Linked DNA regions of Rattus norvegicus: region 1 is linked to region 2. A link is a contact called in public Hi-C data. All regions are on one chromosome and are shown on one strand. The core of a region is the stretch at or near the end of the contact, and the rest is flanking DNA. Distances in the headings are between cores, read along the strand shown. Region 1 holds the start of Nek1 (NIMA-related kinase 1). Region 2 holds the start of Cbr4 (carbonyl reductase 4).

Evidence for each region. Hi-C and Micro-C count contacts between places; a contact is called where the count stands out from the background.
Region 1: a contact with region 2 is called in a Hi-C map of liver, with 4 times the contacts expected there. The contact joins the promoter of Nek1 here to the promoter of Cbr4 in region 2. A contact is called at or near these places in 4 of 12 Hi-C or Micro-C datasets (the A7r5 cell line, the Rat2 cell line, frontal cortex and 1 more).

What each region holds. Positions count from the first base shown.
Region 1 is chr16:34,125,474-34,130,504 of GRCr8, forward strand. Nek1 (NIMA-related kinase 1) reads right to left here and starts at 3,103. Exons shown (of 33, transcript NM_001106082.3): 1 at 3,026-3,103.
Region 2 is chr16:33,654,570-33,659,750 of GRCr8, forward strand. Cbr4 (carbonyl reductase 4) reads right to left here and starts at 2,003. Exons shown (of 5, transcript NM_182672.2): 1 at 1,758-2,003. The coding sequence starts at 1,899.

The sequences.
Region 1 (5,031 bases), core at 1,853-4,352, 470 kb after region 2:
AGAAAGAGGAATTATCATAAAGCTTCAGCCATCAACAGTGAGGCAGAGGAGAAAATATGGTCTACATTGAATCAACCAGCAGAGTGTAATGGCTATCTGGAAACCGGCCAAAATTTAATGTTATCTCCAGAACATGGAAGCTTAATGTATCATATTACTGAGCTACTTAGAGAGCAAATCATGATAAACTCATCTTAAAGACTCAACTCCATAAAGAAAATCACATTAAATGATAACTATTTAACTACATAATGAGGTTATTTCACAATTGTCATTGTTTTGGGATTTTTTTGGCAAGAGAGGAAAAAACAAAATTTGTCAGTTTGGCTCTTCATCCAAATGTAATTGCCAGTTCTGTACTAGGGACTATACCGACAAGGCGGAAGCTATTAGTGCCTAGTATTTCATTCTACTGCCATCCACACACTAGGCTCTGGGGCTCTAATTCAATAAAGCCAAATCTACTGTCCTAGGTAAGAAAAAAGATGAAGAAAGATAATTCTAATTAAGCAATTGATAATTATCATTATCAAATAATGAGTTTTAAAACACACGACAAGCTCTCCTTTTCCGCAGTCAATCCTCTCTTATCACAAGGAAAACATGAGCTACCAACTTCATACTTGTAGGACTTTATAAGTAAATTGTTATACTAGAAAACTACTTCAAATGAAATAAAATAAAAGATACCTCCTGCATCAGCTGGCTTTTTTATATAACCCAAGGCCTCCTGCCTAAGGATGACATCACTCACAGAAGTCTGAGCTCTCTCTTGAACCAATCAGTAATCAAACTGCTCACAGACATTCCCAGGACAGCCTGATGCAGGCAGTCTCTCAACTGGAAAACCCATTTCTAAGATAAATCTAGACTTGTATTAAGTTAGCAACTAACAAACACTCTATTTGGTGTCAAAAGGAAAACATGTATATATTCATAGCTACATTTATTTATGTACATATCTATTTACGCACAAACCCACAAGTATATAATACCTCGATAAGGACACAAACTAGTAATATGGCTTCCAAAGAAGGGAGATGAAGAGTTGAGAAGTCTTCAGTCTTTTGTATTAGAGTTGAGTCAAAACAAAAGTAAATGGTAATCAGCCATACTGATTATATATTGATTGTATACTGGTATAAGAATACAGAGCAATTTCTCCTATTTAAATTAAAAAAAAAAACTAGTTTATGTGGAGAGAGACTGCACACACACACGTGTGTGTGTGTGTGTGTGTGTGTGTGTGTGTGTGTGTACACTAAGAAGACTTGTGGGCATTTGTTTTTTTTTCTTCCACTATGTAAGTAGGTCAAGGGGACCGAACTAAGGTCATCAGGCATCAGGCTTGGTGGCAAGTGCCTTTATCTGTTGGTCCATCTTGTTGGCCCTACTTAAATATTGAACAGGATGGGGTATAGGTTGGAGGCAGAAGCATCTGCCTACTATGCACCAGTCCCGTGGGTTAATCTCTAGTACTGGGAAAAATAACATACTTGAACGATTTCTCATTTCCAAACATTTCACCTTAACATTTAAATTTGTGTTACAATATCTTGCTTCTTTTTAAGTATATCAATTATGCTCTAGAAAAAAATATTCCTCAACTCTAGTCAAATTAGATAGGTTCCTTTATATTTTTGTAAGAACTGTTTCAAATAAGTAATGTTTGATACAATATTATGAACCACATATTAAAATTTTCATAGTATAGGAATTTAAAACTGCATCTCCATCGGTCAAGAAAACACACAATGACAGACATTAAGCACTGGCTGTTTCAGATATTTGATGGACACGCTATTTATTCCAAAGGTAAACATTAGGAATAGGTGACAACAGATGCCAAGAAGTTGTCTGGTACTGTCTGCAGACAAAAATCTACAGACATGGTTCTTCCAAATCAATAGAGACAGCCTGAGTTGTAGAAAGGGGTCAATGTGCTTTCTCAGGAAGGAAAATTCTCTATCTTTTCATTATGAGGAAACATTAGAAAACAAAATAGAGAATTGCTAATAGTTTTTAAGTGTGTTTTCTTCTTAGTAAATATATTCAGACAACACCCAAGGAGTTTATAGGAGAAATAAGCAACAAGCAAAGAGACATTTTCTATGTGCGAAAGCTATCATGTCCACGATTTAGACAAGAAAGCAGACTAGGAGTGTAAAACCTACTTGGACTACAGTGCCAATGGATTAGTAACACGACCTCAAAAGAACTGTGGTTAAGTTTCACAGCCTTTATCAGATTTCTAACAGACTTCTTTTAATGTGTAAAAACCAGTTTTGCCACAAAATCAGTTACTCAGGTTTCAACAGAACAAGAGGCAATTTTAAATGTAGACCTCTAGATCCTAGAATCTAGAAACAAGGAACTACTTTTTCTGTCTGGCTGCTACCCATCATCCCTACTTACTACAGCATAAACAAAGCCCATCATTAAAGCTTAGAGCTTTTAAGCCTTCACAAACATTTCCGATGTGATTTATGTAGGCAATAATATTTCTCCTTCTATGGAGTTCATACAGGAAAGAATAAAAAAATGGGTGGGGTATATAACTCAGTGGCAGATCACCTACCTAGCAAAACTGAGGTCCTGTAATCCAATCCCCAGAACCCCTTCCCAAAGGGAAGAAACTATAAACTATTAATAAAACTTTTAATACTTTGCACACGGGAATTCTGTCAAACCATGGAAAGAGAAGCGATACATTAGGTTTTAGGGTAATCAGCTAACTGCTTTTTTTTTCTCATTAAATATACAGTTAAGATCTAATCTATTTAAATGAACATCACCTACTTAGATTAGCTTATCTATTAAGAGTGCGTTATCCTTTTAGGTTACCAAAGAATTGCTTTGAGCCAAACACAGGTCCTCCCAGTTAACAATTTAAGGAGAGAAAGGTGCTTTAAGTGCAAACACTTAAGGCGAGTATTCAATCATTCTACTTAAGATCTATACAGGTCTCCTCACTCCCGGTGAATTCACCGTTCTGCTTGTCACTACTTCCCCACGTGCAACTCACCTCAATGACACGGGACCTGAATCAGAACAACAGTGACGACCATAAGCACCAGTCTAAATGCGGCAGGGTCTTCCTATAGGACTTAAGGCAGAGGCACCACGGTGCATTTTGAAAATGACATGCTGTAAGAGAAAGCCAAGTCTACCCAGCAGCCCAGACTGCGACTCCTACACCTGACACTGGTCTCTAGCTGACGCGTCAGGCTTGGTCACCGTCGGGTCAGGCACAGTGCTCTGGGACCGGCCCTGGCTACGCGGACGAAACAAACACAGCGGTTCCTGACCCCTTGGAAACGGCGGCTGCACAGGGTGAGTTCCTGGGTACCGCCCCCAACTTCACAGGTCGAGGTGGCTTGGACCGGCGCGGACCCGCAGCGTGTGGGACTGGAAGGCTACCTTCCGCCCAAGTCCTTCCGCCTCGCCACAGTGACTATGGTGCGGAGAACTGCACAGGCTCAAGGTAAGGACACCGCACGTTGCCGCCCTGAAACCATAGCGGTACAGCTGAGGAAAGGGGAACGGCCCGCGCGTCACTGTCGCTGGCGTGTGACGTCAGCGCGCAAGAGTCAACTTGTAGCTGTGCTGCAGGGGAGGAGCCAGGAAGCGTGGTGGGCGGGGCCAGGCAAGCCTACCCGCGGTAGATGCAAGGGCCGGGCGGGACTAGCGGGGCGGGCTTCTGGGAAAGGCGGGGTTACGGACTAGGAAAGCGAATGGGGCCGGGCCAACAGCAAGCAGCTGAGCTGGCGGGGAGCGTGGAGGACCAGAGGCGGGCCTAGAGGAGAAAGAAGGCGAGGAAGAAAAGGGTGGATAGGTGCAAGCTAGAAAGGGCGGAATGGGGGCTAGGCGGAATCGGGGCTAGGCGCAGTAAGCCGGGGAGGCGTAAGGCAAAATCGGGGAGGGACTAAGGGAGTGGGGCAGGGCATCGGTAAAGGGTGGGGCCATCTGAGAGTGTTTCAGCCAAAGCTGCTAGGCAGTCGGGAGACTAGAGGGGGTGACTGAACAAGTGCATAGGTGCAAGCACGGAGGACTCGAGGCGGGGCTGGTGGAGACGGGAGGAACTCCAGGGGTTAAACACTCCAAGTACCACGAGGAGAGCTTGCGTTACTGAAGGAGGGTGTGAGAGAGGGGTGTTAGTAGAAAAATGTAAAAGAATTAGGCTGAGTGAAGGCGGGAAATTCGCTCGGGAATAGGATTCAGACTGAAGAAAGCATATTAATTTTCCCACGCGGTACACAGATAAGGTATTTTTAATTTGAGTGCTCATTACTTAACTGAGGATGCCAAATATTTACAAGTAGTTTTTGTTTAAATGCAAAGCCTTTTAAAAAGTTATTTTGAGGGACTGGAGAAACAGCTGTTAAGACAGAGGATCAGGGATTGAGTCCCAGAACCCTGGTCTGGTTAGCTCACAATAAACCTCTGGCTTCTGCAAGCACTGGCACAGTGCTTTGTGCAATAAAACGAAGCAGTTTTATCTTTAATTTTTAAAATACAAAGTTACAGGGCTGGAGAGATGGCTCGGTGGTTAAGAGTACTGACCAGAGGTCCAAGTCCCAACAACCACAAGGTGGCTCACAACCATCCGTAATGGGATCTGGCGTCCTCTTCTGGTGTATCTGAAGACAGCTACAGTGTACTTATATAGAATAAATACATAAGTCTTTTTTTAAAAGGGGGAGGGAGGGAACTGGAGAGATGGCCCAGCGGTTCAGAGCACTGACTGCTCTTCCAGAGATCCTGAGTTCAATTCCCAGCAACCTCATGGTGGCTCACAACCATCTGTAATGAGATCCGATGCCCTCTTCTGGTGTGGCAGCGACAGTGTACTTATATATAATAAATGAATAAATCTTAAAGAAAAAAGATGCTTTAAAAAAACTTGCAAGCAAGACTCTCATAGGGGTAAAACTAAACTCTAACGATAAGTAAATAGTCGAAAAAATTACAAAATAAAAATGAAATGAAGGATTGCATATTAAAAACATACAAAGTTACAATATTTTATGT
Region 2 (5,181 bases), core at 753-3,252:
GTGTGTGTGTGTGTGTGTGTGTGTGTGTGTGTGTTTGGTTTTATTGTTGTTTGGTTTTGATTTTTCTACTCTGAGACAAAGTTTTTACTGTGTTGCCTGGACTGACTTCAAAACTCAGGCTCCTCTTGCCTCAGCCTGCCAAATGCTGGGATACAGTGGGTACATAAAATAAAACATTACCGAGACCTACCTTGAGCTTTAGGGTTTTTCTGAGTGGGAGATTGAGACACAAGGACTATGAGTACCCTGCTATCCACAATGCTGGCACTTGCTAGACTCAAGCAATCCTGGGTGAGACCTCCACCCTTAAGAAGAAATAAGCTTGGAAAGTTTAAAAATAAAAGTAGTCTGGGCCAGTAAGATGGCGCATTGGTTAAGGGCACTTTCCACTAAGCCTGACATCTGGGTTGAACCTTGGAGACTCATATGGAAGGAAAGAACAAACTGTTCTGACTTCCATGTGTACACAATGGCATATAGGTACCCGTCCAACCAAAAAATAAGTGACTTTTAAAATGGTAATAAAATCTGGGCATGATAACTAATGTATACCTGCAGTCTCGGCATTCAGACAGGAGATTACTACTGTAAGCTTGTGGTCAGTGTAGGCAGAGAGGTGGCTCAGTAGAACTCCCTGATCCCTATCACCATACGCAGGAAATTAGACTTCAAAGGAAAAGTACTGTGTATTTAATAAGCTACCATGTTACCACACATGCTCCTCAATTTATGATAGGGATACACCAAGATGAACCAACTACATGTTGGAGAGTGGAAGAACAGGTGACTAACTAGTCCACAGGGCAAGGTGGACTATCAGTTGTCTGGCAAACTGGAAGCAGTGCTGACTAGGTGCTGAGGCTTTGCACCAGCATGAACAGATGTGCTCCCCTGTGTTCCCGATGCTGAGGAGGCACAGACCAGATCTTGACCTAAGGGAAGCCTAAACTGCATAGTAAGACCCCCTGTACCCGGGAAAACTGGATACTACACTGCAGGTTCAAAGGGTACTCTGTCCTAAAGATGTCACTGTTGCACCACAGTAAGGTCATCTCAGCAACATGGAGATTGAGACACCAGAATCACAAGTTCAAAGCCAGTGTGAGTTACATATCAAGGCTATTTTCATATAAGTAAAGAAATACAGCAGGCACCAGACACACTTAGACCTATAATAGGCCCAATGCTTTCCTGATAGTGATGTGTATTTTTCTCCATTCTTCCATGTTGCCTTCTCCAACTGAGACTTAAACTTGCAATTCAATGACTAATATCCGTTGATAACCAGTGGGGAGGGGGCACCTGGAATTGAAATACAATAAAAGGGTCTGGGAAAACAAATTAGTAACTTATTAAAGTCATTAATGAGCTTGGGAAAGCCACCCTGACCTATCAAGAGCTTCTCTTTGAAATACTGTCGTGTGCCTTCACAAAGGGCAAGAGCTCTCAGCAAAATGCAACCTAGCCATTTGTACCTGACGTCTCTCCTTTCAGTATAATCGCATTATTCACTCTCTCCTACCAGAGGCCTGAGCAAAGCGTCTCTCAATATCAGCTCTGGCCTCGAGGAAGACAGCTATTTGTTAGGGGTCCTCAGAGTCTGCCTGGAGTAGGCGAGAGCCGCAGTGAGGGCTTGGTCATGGGGCACGAAAGATCTGGGGCGCAGACTGGAATACACGGACAGTAGCCCGGGGCCCATGGACTGGAGTTCAAGCACTTAAACTTGGCCTCGCAGCGGGGACCCTTCCGGTACCTACCGCCGAGCTCGCTCGCAGTGGCTTTGGCCACTTCCAAGTTTCTGGCGACGATCGCCAGGCGGTAACCCTTCTGGGCCATTAGCTGGGCTACAGCCTTGCCGATGCCCCGGGAGCCTCCAAAAACCGCACAGACTTTGTCCATCTTGGACCTCGGACCGGCAAGATGGATCCCTAAGACACAGAACTTATAATAAAGGCACAACAACTGGAAAAACAATTCAACAAGCTCTTTGGACAACCGACCCGGGCCACAGAACAAGGCGCAAGAATTAGACGTCGGTGTACATGGACTCTTGTAAGGTTGCATTGCATGCTGGGACTTGTAGTCCTTGCTCGCTTGAGCCTGTGAGCATTTCAGTAACTGTAGCTGACTGCCTATTCCTATGCCTGGTTAGTTGGCACCAAGGAACAAAGGACCAATCCTCTGTTCAGAGATAATAGGGTTGCTAAAATGGTGGACTTTCCAGGAAAAACCAGAGTTAGCAATCACATTATGTCCTTCTGAGTGTGGACTTGTCCTGGCTCACCCACATTTTTTACTGCAGACAAAACCTGTTCAAGTGTAAAGTGGTCTCCCAAGTTACTGTAGACATTGGCTTTGCACTGCAATATTATTATGAGGGTAGATGTCCTGTCAAAGAACACAGCCCCGTGTGCTGCCTCAGGCCTGTACACCCAGCACTCAGAAGGTCGAGGCAGAGGAATCACTGAGAGTTCAAGGCCAACCTGGTCTAGAGAATGGGATCCTGTCTCTAAGAAAGCAACAAAGAAAGAACACTGCACAGTAAATGTTTGTGCTCCTCTTTTTGAGGAAGAGACCTGCTATGTTACCCGGGCTGGCCTAGTGCTTACTATATAGCCCAGGCTGACCTCAGATTCTCAATGATTTTTCTCCCTCAGACTCCAGAGTGCTGCTGGCATGTACAGGCATGGGCCTCCACACTCTTTGACTGATCAGAATAGCCTGAAGATTAAAGAGCAAGCTTAGATCGTTATTGCCAGTACTGGGTTCCTGTACTCCAAAATAAGATGTTTTGAGTGCTTTAAAACCAAAAAAAGGTTAGCTGGATGCGGTGGTGCACACCTTTAATCCCAGCACTAGGGAGGCAGAAGTATGCCATTTTCTTGAGTTGAAGGCCAAAGTCTAGGTCTAGAGAGAGTTCCAGAACAGCCAGGGCTACACAGAGAACTCTGTCTCAACAGTCCCTCCCCTCCCTCCACCAAAGGCATCATTAGTTACCATTCTAGTGTAAAGAGAGCATTTCTTGACAGAATATTTAGTGTATTAAATAAAGAAAATATAGACCATGCCCCCTGGGGGGGCAGGGGAGATTCTGGGACAACCGGACTAATTCACATAAAACATTAGTGGGCTAAATTGTTAAGTAAAGTACACCAGAAATCAAAAAGGCCAGCGAGGACTGAAGGCGTGGAAATCTGGCAAAGCTGGGTCTAAGAATTGATTTGTAAATGGGAGGAAGGGAGCTACCATGGAAGTTGAGCATTAATTTTAAAGTTTTTATTTTTCTTCTGCCTAAATCTGAAAAGGCTTTAAAATGGCTGAAAAATAAATACATGAGTTGTTTTCCAAGTGTTCTGTTTAATTGTGTTCTTATTTAGATGAGGTCTTGTCAGGTAGCCAAACTGGCCTCAAACTCATTGTAGTCTTGCCTGAGCCTAGTAAGTGCTGCAACTCAGTAGGTTTGAGATATATGTGTGTGTGTGCGCGCGCGCGCGCGCGTGTGTGTGTGTGTGTGTGTGTGTGTGTGTGTGTGTGCGTGTGAGGCTGTGTGTGTGAGGCTGTGTGTGTGAGGCTGTGTGTGTGTGAGGCTGTGTGTGTGAGGCTGTGTGTGTGAGGCTGTGTGTGTGTGTGACTGTGTGTGTCTGTCTGTGTGCGTGTGTGTGTGACTGTATGTATGTGTGTGAGGCTGTGTGCGTGTGTGTGTGTGTATGAGGCTGTATGTGTGGTGTATGTGTGTGTGTGTGAGTGTGTGTGTGTGTGAGGCTGTGTGTGTGAGGCTGTGTGTGTGTGTGAGGCTGTGTGTGTGTGACTGTGTGTGTGTGTACGTGAGGCTGTGTGCGTGTGTGTGTATGAGGCTGTATGTGTGGTGTATGTGTGTGTGTGTGAGGCTGTGTGTGTGAGGCTGTGTGTGTGTGTGAGGCTGTGTGTGTGTGACTGTGTGTGTGTGTGTATGTGAGGCTGTGTGCGTGTGTGTGTATGAGGCTGTATGTGTGGTGTATGTGTGTGTGTGTGAGTGTGTGTGAGTGTGTGTGTGTGAGGCTGTGTGTGTGTGTGAGGCTGTATGCGTGTGTGTGTATGAGGCTGTATGTGTGGTGTATGTGTGTGTGTGAGTGTGTGTGAGTGTGTGTGTGTGTGAGGCTGTGTGTGTGTCTGTGTGTGTCTGTCTGTGTGCGTGTGTGTGTGTGAGGCTGTGTGTGTGTGACTGTGTGTGTGTGTGTGTGTATGTGAGGCTGTGTGTGTGTGGCTGTGTGTGTGGCTGTGTATGTGGCTGTGTGTGTGTGTGTATGTATGTGTATATATATGTATATGTATATATGTATGTGTATACATGTATATGTATATATGCATGTGTATGTGTATGAATATCATACATATGTATGTATGTATGTATAAAATGCTTATTTTTTCAAGATTTCGTCCATACATATACTCATTCACTCTTAATGTTGCCCTCAAACTCCTTCCAAAAAACAACCAATATTCTCAACTTCATATATGTATGTGTGTATTTCCATAAAATATTTATAAATATATTTTATATTATGTATAATATAGGGCGTTATAGTATATGTAATATATTATATATTCATGTAGTATATATTATACATATACTCCATGGACTTGTGCTGTTCATATATGTGTGGTGTGGAATCATCCACTGGCACATGGTCAAACTACCAGAAATCAGTCCATTGAAGAGAACTAACTCTCTCTTCCTAGCAACTACCAATTGTCAATAGCTCCCCAGCTGGGGGGTGCTCATGTGCCCCTTCCCCAACCATGCTGGAATGCTGACCAGGTTAATCTTATGTGACTCTTGTGCAGGCAACCACGGCTATTGTGAACACAGCAGTCCAGTCAGTCCAGAGGGCGCTGTTTTACCCCATCTTCTTCTGACCTTACAATCATACTGCCCCTCCTGCCAATGTTCCCCGAGACATAGGGAGAAAATGAGAGATACAGTGTCCCATTTATGGCTGAGCACCACTCACACATCTTTTCTCTGTTTTCCCAGCAGTCATAAGTTCTGTGTTTACTGTTGCCCATTGAATAAAGAAGCTTTCCTGATGAGATCTGAGAACAATACTAGCTAATCTGTGGCTAAAAGGATATGCACTTAGAAGGCATTTTGTTGCTACGTCTTTGTAGCAAAATAAAAGCAGTAAGTTCAGTTCTAGAGTC